Linked DNA regions of Sus scrofa: region 1 is linked to region 2. A link is a contact called in public Hi-C data. All regions are on one chromosome and are shown on one strand. Each heading gives the region's core, a stretch centred on a gene start, on an enhancer-like site or on the middle of the called end of the contact. The rest is flanking DNA. Distances are from core to core; before and after follow the strand shown. Region 1 has its middle 28 kb from the start of SERINC2. Region 2 has its middle 5.9 kb from the start of FABP3.

Region 1 (6,322 bases), core at 3,517-6,016, 67 kb after region 2:
GTGGTGTAGGTTGCAGATGTGGTTCAGATCTGGCATTGCTGTGGTTGTGGTGGAGGCCACAGGGCGCTCCGATTCAACCCGTAGCCTGGGAACTTGCACATGCTGCAGGTGCAGCCCTAAATAAATAAATAATAAAGCAAATGAGCAGATGCTCTGTTTCTTGCACACCTGTGAATTGAGCTTGACATCCACTTTAAAATAATTACAGATATAAGGCACACTTATGGCAACTCCCTCCCACTAGAAAACGATACAGACGTATGAAAGCCATTCATCTACTTCATTTTTTCAAGCAGCAGACCAGGATTCTATTGAGTGAATATTCCATGCTGAATTTAGCTAATCCTCAATTGATGTGCATCTACATGGTTTTCAGCGGTTTTCTTTTCTTTTTTCTTTTTTTGTCTTTTTGCCATTTTTAGGCCGCTCCCGCGGCATATGGAGGTTCCCAGGCTAGGGGTCTAATCAGAGCTGTCTGTAGCTGTTGGCCTACGCCAGAGCCACAGCAACACGGGATCCGAGCCGCGTCTGCGACCTATACCACAGCTCACGGCAACGCCGGATCCTTAACCCACTGAGCAAGGCCAGGGATCGAACCTGCAACCTCATGGTTCCTAGTCGGATTCGTTAACCACTGAGCCACGACGGGAACTCCTCAGTGGTTTTCTTTTTTTTGTTGGTCTGATTTTGTTTTTCCTACCACCAGCCACTGTGTTTCTTCTGGCAGCTTGCTGTGTGGCGTGAAGAACGTGCATTTCAAAGCCAAGATCTTCTAGGTTTTTATCTCTGCTTTGCCCTGGTCTCCCTGGGTTTTGGTTTCCCCATCTGTAAAATGGGGATGGTGCCACGTTAGTGAAGGCATGTCTGTAAAGGCCCTGGCGCCACACTCAGCCCACTGTGGGAGCCAGAGAAAGGATGCCTCCTTTCTTTCCTGGCCATCAGTCTTCAGGGTTTGTGACAAAAGCCTAGGCCAACAAATCAGGGCACTTAGCCTTCCCTCTGCCTGCAGGGACACTTGCCCTTTGCTCCTCTGGAGGAGGGTGTGAATGACAGGTGGCAGGATGTGGGGAAAAACAATGATAACAGGAGCCAGTATTTACTGAATGGTTTCTGTGTCCCCAGGCTGGAGCAAGGAGCTTTAATGCCAACAGAGCAAGTGGGTTAGTGCACAGGGAAAGAAATTCTTAAAATGAAAGGAAGATGGGGACTTGACTCCCCACTCCTCTCTGATCCCCAGTCTAAATTAGCCCCCCCCCATTCTCTTAGTTTTCTTAGAAACTGTATTTCTCCGAACAGCCTTTATTGCTGTGTGGGATGGTGTAACCCTCTCTGTGATGATCACTGCATTGTCTGACTCCCCCTAAGGTCAAGGAGGACGAGAACCTACTCTTGTTAATTATCATTTTCCTGGTGCCTAGAACACGCCTGATGAAGAGATAATGACACATGGCATATAAAAGTTCCTGGGCCAGGGACTGAATCCAATTGAATCGGAGCCACACCTGCAACCTACCACCCAGGCTGGGGATTGAACCCACACCTCAGCAGCTACTAGAGCGGCTGAAGTTGGACTCCTAACCCACTGTGCCATGGTGGAAACCCCCAAGGTTCCTGTTGTTTTAAACACAGCAGTGGCCAAACCAGACATGCACTCAGGTTTCCAGTTGGTGACCTCTGAACTCCATAGCCTGGACCTCCCCACCTCTGGCACTTAACCCCTCACCAAGGAGCTCCAGCTCCTGGGTGGTCCTGTCCTCTCACTGCAGAACCATGTGGGCCTCTGCCCTGGTCACTCTCCCTGTGCTCTTCCCCCATCAGCCCCTTCCTCTCACCCTGCACATTTGAAACGGGAGGGAAGGAGGCAGGGCACAAACCTTGAAAGAATGACAGAGTCCTTCAGGATATGGTAAGAACTGTTTACAACCAACTAGGTCCAAGGTGGTTTATGATTTGACTTTCAGTGGACCTGGAGTTTCGTTATATGCTCATTGTAATACCCTGGCATATACTGAATGACACAGCATCCACAGGCACCGTGACAGTTCTGAGACAGAAGGCCAAAAAGTGAGTGGTGGCCCAATTCCTGGAAACCCCCTCCTCTTCCCAGAAATAGTTGAATTAATCCTCCCACTCATCAGCCTATGAAATCGCCAGCCCAGAAAAACTCACTACCCTGCATTTCAGGGCCTCTTGCCTTTGAGATGGCCCACACTCTGTCTCTCCGTAAAGCTGCTTCTTCCCTATCACTTTGCCGCTCACTGAATTCTTTCTGTGCTGAGACATCCACGGCACTTCAGTACGTCCCCGGGACTAGGTGTGTGAATTTAATTAAAAACAACAAAAAAAAAAACCAATGAGTTCAAGTCCCAGTCTGGGATTTGGCCGGGTTTGAGTCCTGGCCCATGGGTTCAAGTACCGATCTGAGTCTTAGCTGGGTTAGAGTCCCAGCACGTGAGTTCAAGTTCCAAACTGAGGTGTACGGTTTTACATTCAGTACCTGAACCCAAGTCTCTCAACCCAAGCCCAGGGCTCCCTCAACCACTGCTATCAACTCTCCATCCCCTTTGCCTTCTCACAGCTGCTCCAGAATCAACCAATATTCATTCAGATGGTCAGTCAGTCAATCAACTAACCTTTGCCCTGGTAGAGGGAACACAGTCCGCCCGACCACCTTCACTTTATTTTATTTATTTATTTATTTTTGGTCTTTTTGTCTTTTCTAGGGCTGCTCCTGCGGCATATGGAGGTTACCAGGCTAGGGGTCAAATCGGAGCTGTAGCGGCTGGCCTAGGCCAGAGCCACAGGAATGCCAGATCCGAGCCATGTCTGTGACCTACACCACAGCTCACAGCAATGCCAGATCCTTAACCCACTGAGCAAGGCCAGGGATCGAACCTGCAACCTCATGGTTCCTAGTGGGATTCATTAACCACTGAACCACGATGGGAACTCCTCCACTTTATTTTATATTATAGTCAATTCACGACATGCTGATTTCTGCTATATGGCAAAGGGACCCACTCATACATACATATACATTCCCTTTTTATATTATCTTCCATTATGATCTATCCCAAGAGATTGGATACAGTTCCCTGTGCTATACAGCAGGACCTCATTGTGTATCCATTCTAAATGTAATAGTTTGCATTCACTAACCCTGAACTCCCAGTCCGTCCCCCTCCCCCTTCCCTCCACCTTGGCAACCACGAGTCTGTGCTCTACGTCTGTGAGTCTGTTTCTGTTTTGTAGATAGGTTCATTTGTGCCATATCTTATTTTTATTTATTTATTTGTTTATTTATTTTGATTTTTAGGGCCACACCCGTGGCATATGGAGGTTCCCAGGCTAGGGGTCAAATCAGAGCTATGGCTGCCGGCCTACGCCACAGATCTGAGCTGTGTCTGTGACCTACACCACAGCTCTCGGCAACGCTGGATCCTTAATCCACTGATCGAGGCCAGGGATTGAACCTGTAACCTCATGGTTCCTAGTTGGATTTGTTTCTGCTGCACCACTACGGGAACTCCCTGTGCTGTATTTTAGATTGCACATATAAGCGGTATCATATGGTATTTATCTTTCTGACTTACTTTCCTTAGTATGAGAATCTCTAGTTGCATCCATGTTGCTGTGAGTGACATTATTTCATTCTTTTTAATGGCTGAATAGTATTCCACTTACTGAGGATTTCTTATGTGCTGCAGAACAGGCTCAGCCATTTCCATGCATTATCTCATCTAACTCTCCCTCCTTTTCCACAAGGAAGAAATATTCATGGCCTCGTTTTATGTGTGAGAAAACCAAGGCGAGGAGAGGTTTGTAACTCACCCAAGACACACAGCTGATAAAGGGCTCGGCCTAGGATTTGGACACAGGTCTGGGTGACATCTAAGCCCACCCTCTCTGCTATCCTGCCTCCTATATTATAAAATCATGGGTTTGGATTTAAAGAGTGAAAAATTAATGAAGGAAAACCTCCCTAAGGTGGAGCCAGAGGCCAGAAGGGGGAACTCTATGAAAGTCCACTAGGCATTAATACAGATCCCAGCGGGAAGAAACAAACACAAAAACCAAAAACCCCAAACAAAACCCCAAACCCAACCAAAACCACAAACCCATAGGAAGAGACATACCTTGCATCTCCAGCAGGAAGTGAACTACTTTACAGCCTTCAGCAGGAGGAAGAAAGATTTTCTCCTCCACTGGCAACAGCTTAACCAGTGAGAGCTTGTCACAGCTCAGCCAATGAAAAGCTGCTATACTTCAAAATCCCAGCTTTCTCCAATAGACCTTTTGTTTATAACAGCCCCTTCCGACTTCCCCTTCTCTATATAAGGTTTCCTCTCCTTTACTGGACTTGGATGTGGTCTTCCACAGTTCCAATTCTTTGCTGCTCCCAGATAAACCTGTTTTGCTGGTAAAAAAACAGGCTTGTTTATTGTTTCAGGTTAACAAAATATATTGCATTCAAAATCTGGGCTCAGCCACTGAGGGGCTGCATAAGTTTGGCCAAGTCAGGGATCCTCTCTGAGTCTCAGTTTCCTTGTTGACAACAGTTAGGATGGCTCCTCCGTGCCCCCTCCCTCCCTCTGGCCTCTTGATTGTTCACCTGACTCACCCAGAGGACTGGGCATTGCTGGAGGGAGGCATTATAACCTACGTGTTCATCCGCCTCCCACCGCCACCTGCCACACTGCCCGGCTCACAGCAGGTGTCTGTAAATATTTGCTATCGTTGAGGTACCGCAGAGCCTGCCCCAGAAGGACCAGAGACGAGTCCTGCTGAGCAAGGGAAAGGCAGCGCCCCCTGGCGTCTTGGTGACCGGGCGCCCAGTACAGGAGGATCCTTCAGGTGAAACCCTCCCTGAGCACCTGGTCACCAAGTGAAGAACAGAGGCCTTACCCCTTGGGGACCTGGTTGGGTTTAGGCCAATGCTTCAACTTGCAGTATGGCCTTAGGTGAGGACATGAATTCCTCTGGCTTTGTTTTCCCTACTAGTGAAAGTAAGGAGGTAGAACTAGACCACTGGACAGTTAAAGCCTGTTCTCCTAGCTTGGCTGAAGGACTCTCAGGAGCTCTGGTACAGGTCCTCACAGAGGAAGTGTCTGTGATGGTCTTTTTTTTTTCCCTCTTTTTTTAGGGCTGCTCCCATGGCATATGGAGGTTCCCAGGCCAGGGGTCCAATCAGAGCTACAGCTGCCAGCCTACACCAGAGCCATAGCAACTTGGGATCCGAGCCATGTGTGCGACCTACACCACAGCTCACGGTAATGCCAGATCCTTAACCCACCTAATCGAGGCCAGGGACCAAACCCGCAACTTCATGGTTCCCAATCGGATTCGTTTCCTCTGTGCCACGCCGGGAACTCCGTGTGATGGTCTTTTTGATAATGCCTCCTTCTCTCCGGTCTTGATGTCTGCTACTCCTCCAAATGCCCCCCCATCACACACATGCACACAAATGTGTACACATGCATACACACACATTCACACAAGCACAAACACACATACATGCAAACATGTCCATAGCACTTGTACATGCACAGACAGACACGTGTGCACACAAGGCACACACATGCACCTGCATGGTGATGCATACAGCAGACAGTCCCTCAGTATCCATTTGCTCTTCCTCTCTGGGTCTGCCTTTCGGCAGAGCTGGAAAAATGAAAACACATTTCCCAAACTCCCTTTCACTCAGAGCTTGAGTTCTGGGTGTGACTTAGCTTCAGCCAATTGGAGACGCTTACATGACCTTTGGAAGGGAGACGTAAGTTTCTGCTGACAAGCGTTGTTTGCACATATTTGTTCTTGTCTATGGCCCTTTCTAGTGTGTAGGTATCAGGTTCAGGTAGGGTGAGAGGTGGGGCTGGGCAGCTGCTGCTGGTGGGTCTGCTGGCAATGCCAATCCATTGTGACAGGCACAGCATGGCTCTGCAGGGGTGGCAGCAAGAGCTCCCTGATCCTGGTGGCTTCAGCAGGGGTGGTGAGGATCTGGAGCCAGGGGCAGCTCTCTTGGGAACCAGCTTCCATGGTGTGATTCTGGGAGTCAGTGCTGAAAGCTCAATCTAAAATTTGTTTCTTTCAGGTCTCCTGATTTTCTTTTTCTTTTTTTTAAAGATAGCTTGATTGCTTTGCTAGGCAAAGGGGGCCACAGCAGGCTAATGCCTTAAAGACTGTGCCCCCCCCATTTTTAAGATCTCCTGATTTTTTATAACATAGAACACTCTGTAATAGATTCCTTCCTGTTTAAACTAGGTTGAATACTTTCTGTTCTCTGCAGGTCCTAAATCTTAGCTTCAGGATCACCAAGCTAGAC
Region 2 (6,177 bases), core at 3,108-5,607:
TCAAGTCTTAGATAACCCTTCTCTCCATTCCCTCCACACCACCGCTCCCTTGGTGCATGTTCTATTCAGAAGCAGTATCTGCTTTGGTTTTTTTTGTTTTGTTGTTTTGTTTTGTTTTTTGCTTTTTAGGGCTGCACCTGCGACATATGGAGGTTCCCAGGCTAGGGGTCCAATCGGAGCTACAGCTGCGGCCACAGCCACAGCACAGGTGGAAGCACGTCTTCGATCTACACCATGGGTCACAGCAACGCTGGATCCTTAGCTCACTAAGCAAGGCCAGCAATCAAACCTGAAACCTCATGGTTCCTAGTCGGTTTTCCACTGTGCCACGATGGGAACTCCTGCTTTGTTTTTTTGTTTGTTTGTTTTCTTTTTTTGGCCACCCCGTGGCATATGGAGTTCGTGGGCCAGGGATCAGATCCAAGCTGCAGCTGTGGCAAGGCTGGATCCTTAGCCCACTGTGCCAGGCCAGGGCTCAAACCTGTGTTCCAGCACTCTAGAGATACTCCTGATCCTGTTGCACCACAGCAGGAGCTCCTCAGAAGCAGCATCTTTAGAAACAGTTCTGTTTTGTTTGTTTCTTTGTTTGTTTTGTTTTGTGTTTTTACAGCCACACCTGCAGCATGTGGAAGTTCCCAGGCTAGGGGTTGAATCAGTGTTGCAACTGCCTACCACAGCCACAGCAATGCCAAATGCAAGCTGCATCTATGACCTACACGGCAACTCATGGCGACACCGAATCCTTAACCCACTGAACAAGGACGAGGATCGAACCTGTGTCCTCCTAGATACTGGCCAGGCTCTTAACACGCTGAGCCACAACGGGAATTCCAAGAGGCCTGTTACTCTATATCCCAAGCCTGCCAATTACTAGCTAGAGACCCGGAATAAATGCTTTCCCCCTTCTGAGTGTCCTTTCCTCCCAAATGGAAGTAGGCCACCTATTCTGCCCAATTGTCACGAGGGTTGAAAGAGATAACGTGGGGAGTTCCCGTCGTGGCGCAGTGGTTAACGAATCCGACTAGGAACCATGAGGTTGTGGGTTTGGTCCCTGCCCTTGCTCAGTGGGTTAAGGATCCGGCGTTGCCGTGAACTGTGGTGTAGGTTGCAGACTCGGCTCGGATCCCGCGTTGCTGTGGCTCTGGCGTAGGCCAGTGGCTACGGCTCCAATTCGACCCCTAGCCTGGGAACCTCCATATGCCGCGGAAGTGGCCCAAAGAAATAGCAAAAAGACCAAAAAAAAAAAAAGAAAAAAAAAAGAAAGAGATAATGTGGAAAGGCTAACACACACCAGCACTCAAGAGATGGTGACTCCCTTCCTTCTGCGTCTTTACTCCAGGGCGTTTGACTCAGCAGTACGCAAGAATGAGCCAAGGCCTGGATGGAAGAGGGTCCAAACATCTCTCTCTCCTCCTCCTCGCTGACGTCCCTGAGTGCCTTCCGATGCTGCAGTGATGTCTTCTCATGTCTTCCTTTCTCTCGTTTTAAATAATGTATCCAGAGAGTTCCCGTCATGGCTCATGGTTAACAAACCCGACTAGCATCCATGAGGATGCAGATTTGATCCCTGGCCATGCTCAGTGGGTTAAGGATCCCTCATTGCCGTGAGCTGTGGTGGAGGTGGCAGACATGGCTCGGATCCCGTGTGGCTGTGGCTGTGGCGTAGGCCAGCAGCTGCAGCTCCAATTGGACCCCTGAGAATCTCCATATGCCATGGGTGTGGCCCTAAAAAAAGACCCCCAAAATAAAAAATAAATAAATAAATAATGTATCCATTCCAGGAGACTCATGGAGCATCGCCTATGCTCAGCACTGTGCTGGGTCCAGTGGGAATTCAGGGTAAACAGGAGAGTCGCAGCCCTGCCCTCCCTGAGCTCACAGTTGGGGTGGTGAGGTGGGGATTGCAGCCACAGTGGCTGGAATGGAGTGTTCTTTGTGCCACTAGGAAATTGCTTCCTAGTTCCTCTAGACTTCCAGATACTGTGGGTCTTGGAGAACAAGTGATGGCAAAAGACAGGGGTGTACTCAACACCAGTTTGCTTCTTGGAAACTGCTGCCTGTGGCAAAGTGCTCCCTGGAAGGAGAACAATGGCTCTCCTTGCAGGGGCCTGGGGGGCGTGCAGCTCCCAGTGGAGGACTGTCACCCTTCCTTCCCAGAAACCAGCTGTCCTCCGCTTGCTGGCAGAATCAAGCCCAAACTCTTTTTTCTTTTCTTTTTGTCTTTTTAGGACTGCACCCGTGGCACATGGAAGTTTCTAGGCTAGGGGTTGAATCAGAGCTGTAGCTGTCAGCCTACACCACAGCCACAGCAACGCCAGATCTGAGCCTGCAACCTATACCATAGCTCACGGCAATGCCGAATCCTTAACCCACTGAGCAAGGCCAGGGATCGAACCCACGGCCTCATGGATCCTTGTCGGATTATTTACCCCTGAGCTGTGATGGGAACTCCACTCCAAGCCCAAACTCTTTTTTTTTTTTTTTTTTTTTTGTCTTTTTGCCTTTTCTAGGGTCTCTCCCGCGGCATATGGATGTTCCCAGTCTAGGGGTCTAATCGGAGCTGTAGCCACCTAGCCACTGGCCTACGCCAGAGCCACAGCAACTCGGGACCTGAGCCTCGTCTGCGACCTATGCCACGACTCATGGCAACGCCAGATCCTTAACCCTCTGAGCAAGGCCAGGGATCGAACCCACAACCTCCTGGTTCCTAGTCGGATTTGTTAACCACTGTGCCACGACAGGAACTCCTAAGCGCAAACTCTTTAGCCTTGTCCTGAGACAGGCTGGGACCTAGGGCCTGGGAGCCTTTGCTGCAGTGGCTGCAATGTGTGCATCTGGACAAACATCTCAAGCAATGAAATACAAAGGAACTTTAAGAGACTAAAAATAACTGCATATGGAGTTCCTGGGTGGCTCAGTGGTAATAAACAAGACTAGGATCCATGAGTACGCAGGTTCGATCCCTGGACTTGCTCAGTGGGTTAAGGATCCAGCATTGCCGTGAGCTGTGACAGGGCTGGGATTCCGAGTTCCTGCGGCTGTGTTTTAAGCGGGCAGCTGCAGCTCCAATTTGACCCCTAGCCTGAGAACTTCCATATGCCTTGGGTGTGGCTCTAAAAAGACAAGAGAAATAAATAAATAACTGCATACATGTGCAGCTGGGGCAAATTATGGACAAGAAGACACACAAAAACTAAAAACCAAACTGCCACTTCTGAAGAGCCTAGAGCCACATCAGGGTACTACGCATGCTCCCTGCACAAAACACCACCATGGGGGTGGGCAGACCGCACAAGCCTTCCCCACCATCCCTGCCCCTACCCCCGCCCCCGGACTTGTCCCCATATAAGGCAAGAGTTCCCAGCTGCCACCTCCCCATACCCAGGGAACCAGCACACAAAGGAAACTGTTGCTTGTTTTGGCTCCTTCCTGCTGCAGCAGGGTTCCCCAAAAGCCTTGCCTGAATTTTCCTGTTTGGCCTCTTATCAATACCTATTGATTAGGGAGCCCGAGAGCTCTGGACAGTAACAGCTCCATGTGTTTCACGAGTCTCATTTATCACTGAAATCCTGCTCCAGGAAGAGTGCCCGGCAGGCATGAATAAATGGCATGAATGAATGACTCTAAACGATGAGTGTGTGAATATTGAATGTGCGGATGAGGGAGTGAATCTGTGCACTTCCCCAGCTTTAGGGACTCTGGGGTGAAACTCATTTGGGTTCCAGTCCTACCCCTGCTCCTTAGCTGGGTGGCCTCAGGCAAGTCCTGATCTCTCCTTTTGCAAAAAGCACAGCACCATCCCCACCTAGCTGGCCTCCCAAGGACTCTGGGAAGATAAGGTAGGATAAGTTTGGGAATGCAGTACAAAGGCTAATTGTTTATCTTCTCAGCCTACTCCCCTGGCTGCCCCTGGCCTTTTAAGCGCAAGACCCACATCCCTCGCTTAGGCAGCAGAGTCAGATCATTAACCCACAGTGAGGGTCCTGGGGATAGAACCTGCGCTGCTACAAAGACGCGACACCAGATCCTAAACCTGCTGCACCACAGTGGGAACTCCCACTCTGCCCTTCTGTGCTTTGAGGGGTGCCATGTTTCTCATTCGCTGTCTGCCTGGAATACTCTTCCTCCCCAGGCATTACTTTGTTAGTTAACTCCTGTTCACATCTCAGCTTTCAAAGGTAACCCTTCCTACAGGAAGCCCTGAATCGCCCTGTCAATGCACTTAGCCTGCTTTCATGGAGTCCACTTGTTTCAGCGTCTGTCTTCCCATCACACTGGAGAACCTGTGAGGGCTCCCTGCTATGTCCACAGAGCCTGGTGCTGGGCCAGGCAGAGATTTGCGGAGCAGACAAACAGTCTCTCAAACAAAGAAAGCCACTTGTCCTGGTCAATATTCTCTCTGTTTGAAAAGCCTCCTCCCTCTCTTGTCTACTGCTCTCAATTTTCCTCCTGCCAAAGTATCCTCTCATGTCCTCTTTCTTAAGCCATCCCTGAGGGCCACGAGACTGGGTAATTTCCAGAGTAAGTGGGGCCCCAAGTACACTCGGGGGAGTTGCCTTTCTGGGCATCTAGGTATAGTCCGAGTCTCCATGGAGTTCTCTTTAGGGATAGGACAGTTCCCAGGAAGTATTCAAACAAGATCCCAGACTTGGGCTGCCCCTGACTCCTACCCTAAACTACTCTATCGAAGGAAAAATTTGCCTCTGGGAAGTTCCCATCATGGCTCAGTGGAAACAAATCTGACTAGTGAAGATGCCGGTTCGATTCCTGGCCTCGCTCAGTGGGTTAAGGAGCCAGTGTTGCCGTGAGCTGTGGTGTAGGTGGCAGACGCGGCTCAGATCCCGAGTTGCTATGGCTGTGGTGTAGGCTGGCAGCTACAGCTCCGATTTGACTCCTAGCCTGAGACCCTCCATATGCTGTGAGTGCGGTCCTAGAAAAAAAAAGAAAAGAAAAAAAAATTGCCTCTGAAAAAATATAAAGGATATTTGATTAAGTATAATTAGAAAGGTAAACCTAAGGCTTACAAAACATCACATCACACCACCCTGAGTTCTGGGTCATGTTTGTGTGCCATGTGACCTGGCACTAACCAGATGGTTCAATGGTCATTCCCTCAAGTGCACTTCATTCAGGAGTAGCTTGCCCAAGATTCTGCAAAGTTTCAGGCAGCCCCAGGAGGCCTGATGAGCCTGGTTAGTGTGCACATGTGGCCGCTGTGTGTCTTTAGATGAGGAAAGCTGGCAAGACATGGCAAGGGGCCTGGTGGGGAGTAGGTGTTAGCTCCAGGAGTCTGGGGCCAGTAGTGTTCCAGGAAGCAGGTGAAAAGCCAAGGCTTTCAGCCTGGCTTGGCTTGTTGTTGCTTTTTTTTTTTTTTTTTTTTTTTTTTTGCTTTTTTAGGGCTGCACCCATGGTATATGGAAGTTTGCACCCACAGCCACAGCAACACGGGATCCGAGTCATGTCTGCAACCTACACCACAGCTCATGCAACGTCAGACCCTTAACCCACTGAGCAAGGCCAGGGATTGAACCTGCATCCTCATGGATACTGGTTGGTATTGTTACCACTGAGCCATGACGGGAACTCCTAGCTTGGGGTTTTTTAGGCACTTGGGATCTTGAGGCCGGCTGGGGGTCCCTGGGGAGCAGCATCCCTGGGCTCTGTAGTGAACAGAGACACTAAGTAGGAAATGGAAAGAGTCATTTGCAGGAAGAACTTGGTAGGCTGGGAGACAAGACTGGAGCCCATGGTGAGAGGTTTCCCCTTCGAGGGGTGGGAGGTGCAAGACCAAGACATTAGAAGGCGGGGATCAGAGTCAAGAGGGATGACGTCAGATAAGCAAGATTGTCCTCCCCACAACAGGGTAGCCCTGTGCAGGGGTCAGAGGAGTCCAGGGCAGTATCGGGAGGCAAGGGCTGGCTCTCCAAATGGCTGTCTCTGGTCACTTCCATGTGATGAGCCAGTGTATGCACTGTCAGGGGCAGGGGGCTGGATATGGAAAGACCACTGATAGATGGTTGGGAGACATACCATCTGCGTGAACTTGGCCAATCTCTGTGCCTGTTTCCTCCTCTGTGCCATGGAGGTAGTAATGTCTGCCTTTCAGGGCTGTGGGAAGAAATACATGAGATTGTGGTTATTGAGAATCTGCTGTAAAGTCGGGTGCAAAAAAAATAT

What was found. A called contact is a pair of places that touch in the nucleus more often than the background predicts.
Region 1: a Hi-C map of liver shows a contact between it and region 2, with 6 times the contacts expected there. The contact joins two enhancer-like sites. A contact is called at or near these places in 3 of 47 Hi-C or Micro-C datasets (embryonic fibroblasts, liver and retroperitoneal adipose tissue).

Annotation. Positions count from the first base shown.
Region 1 is chr6:88,020,520-88,026,841 of Sscrofa11.1, forward strand. No RefSeq gene overlaps it. Among named protein-coding and RNA genes, the nearest start is that of SERINC2, 28 kb to the left of the region's middle. Within about 2 kb of position 4,767, at least 14 of the 83 cell types and tissues checked have an H3K27ac peak or open chromatin away from gene starts, as enhancers often do. A contact at or near this core is called in liver, where this site is marked.
Region 2 is chr6:87,953,549-87,959,725 of Sscrofa11.1, forward strand. No RefSeq gene overlaps it. Among named protein-coding and RNA genes, the nearest start is that of FABP3, 5.9 kb to the left of the region's middle. Within about 2 kb of position 4,358, at least 6 of the 83 cell types and tissues checked have an H3K27ac peak or open chromatin away from gene starts, as enhancers often do. A contact at or near this core is called in liver, where this site is marked.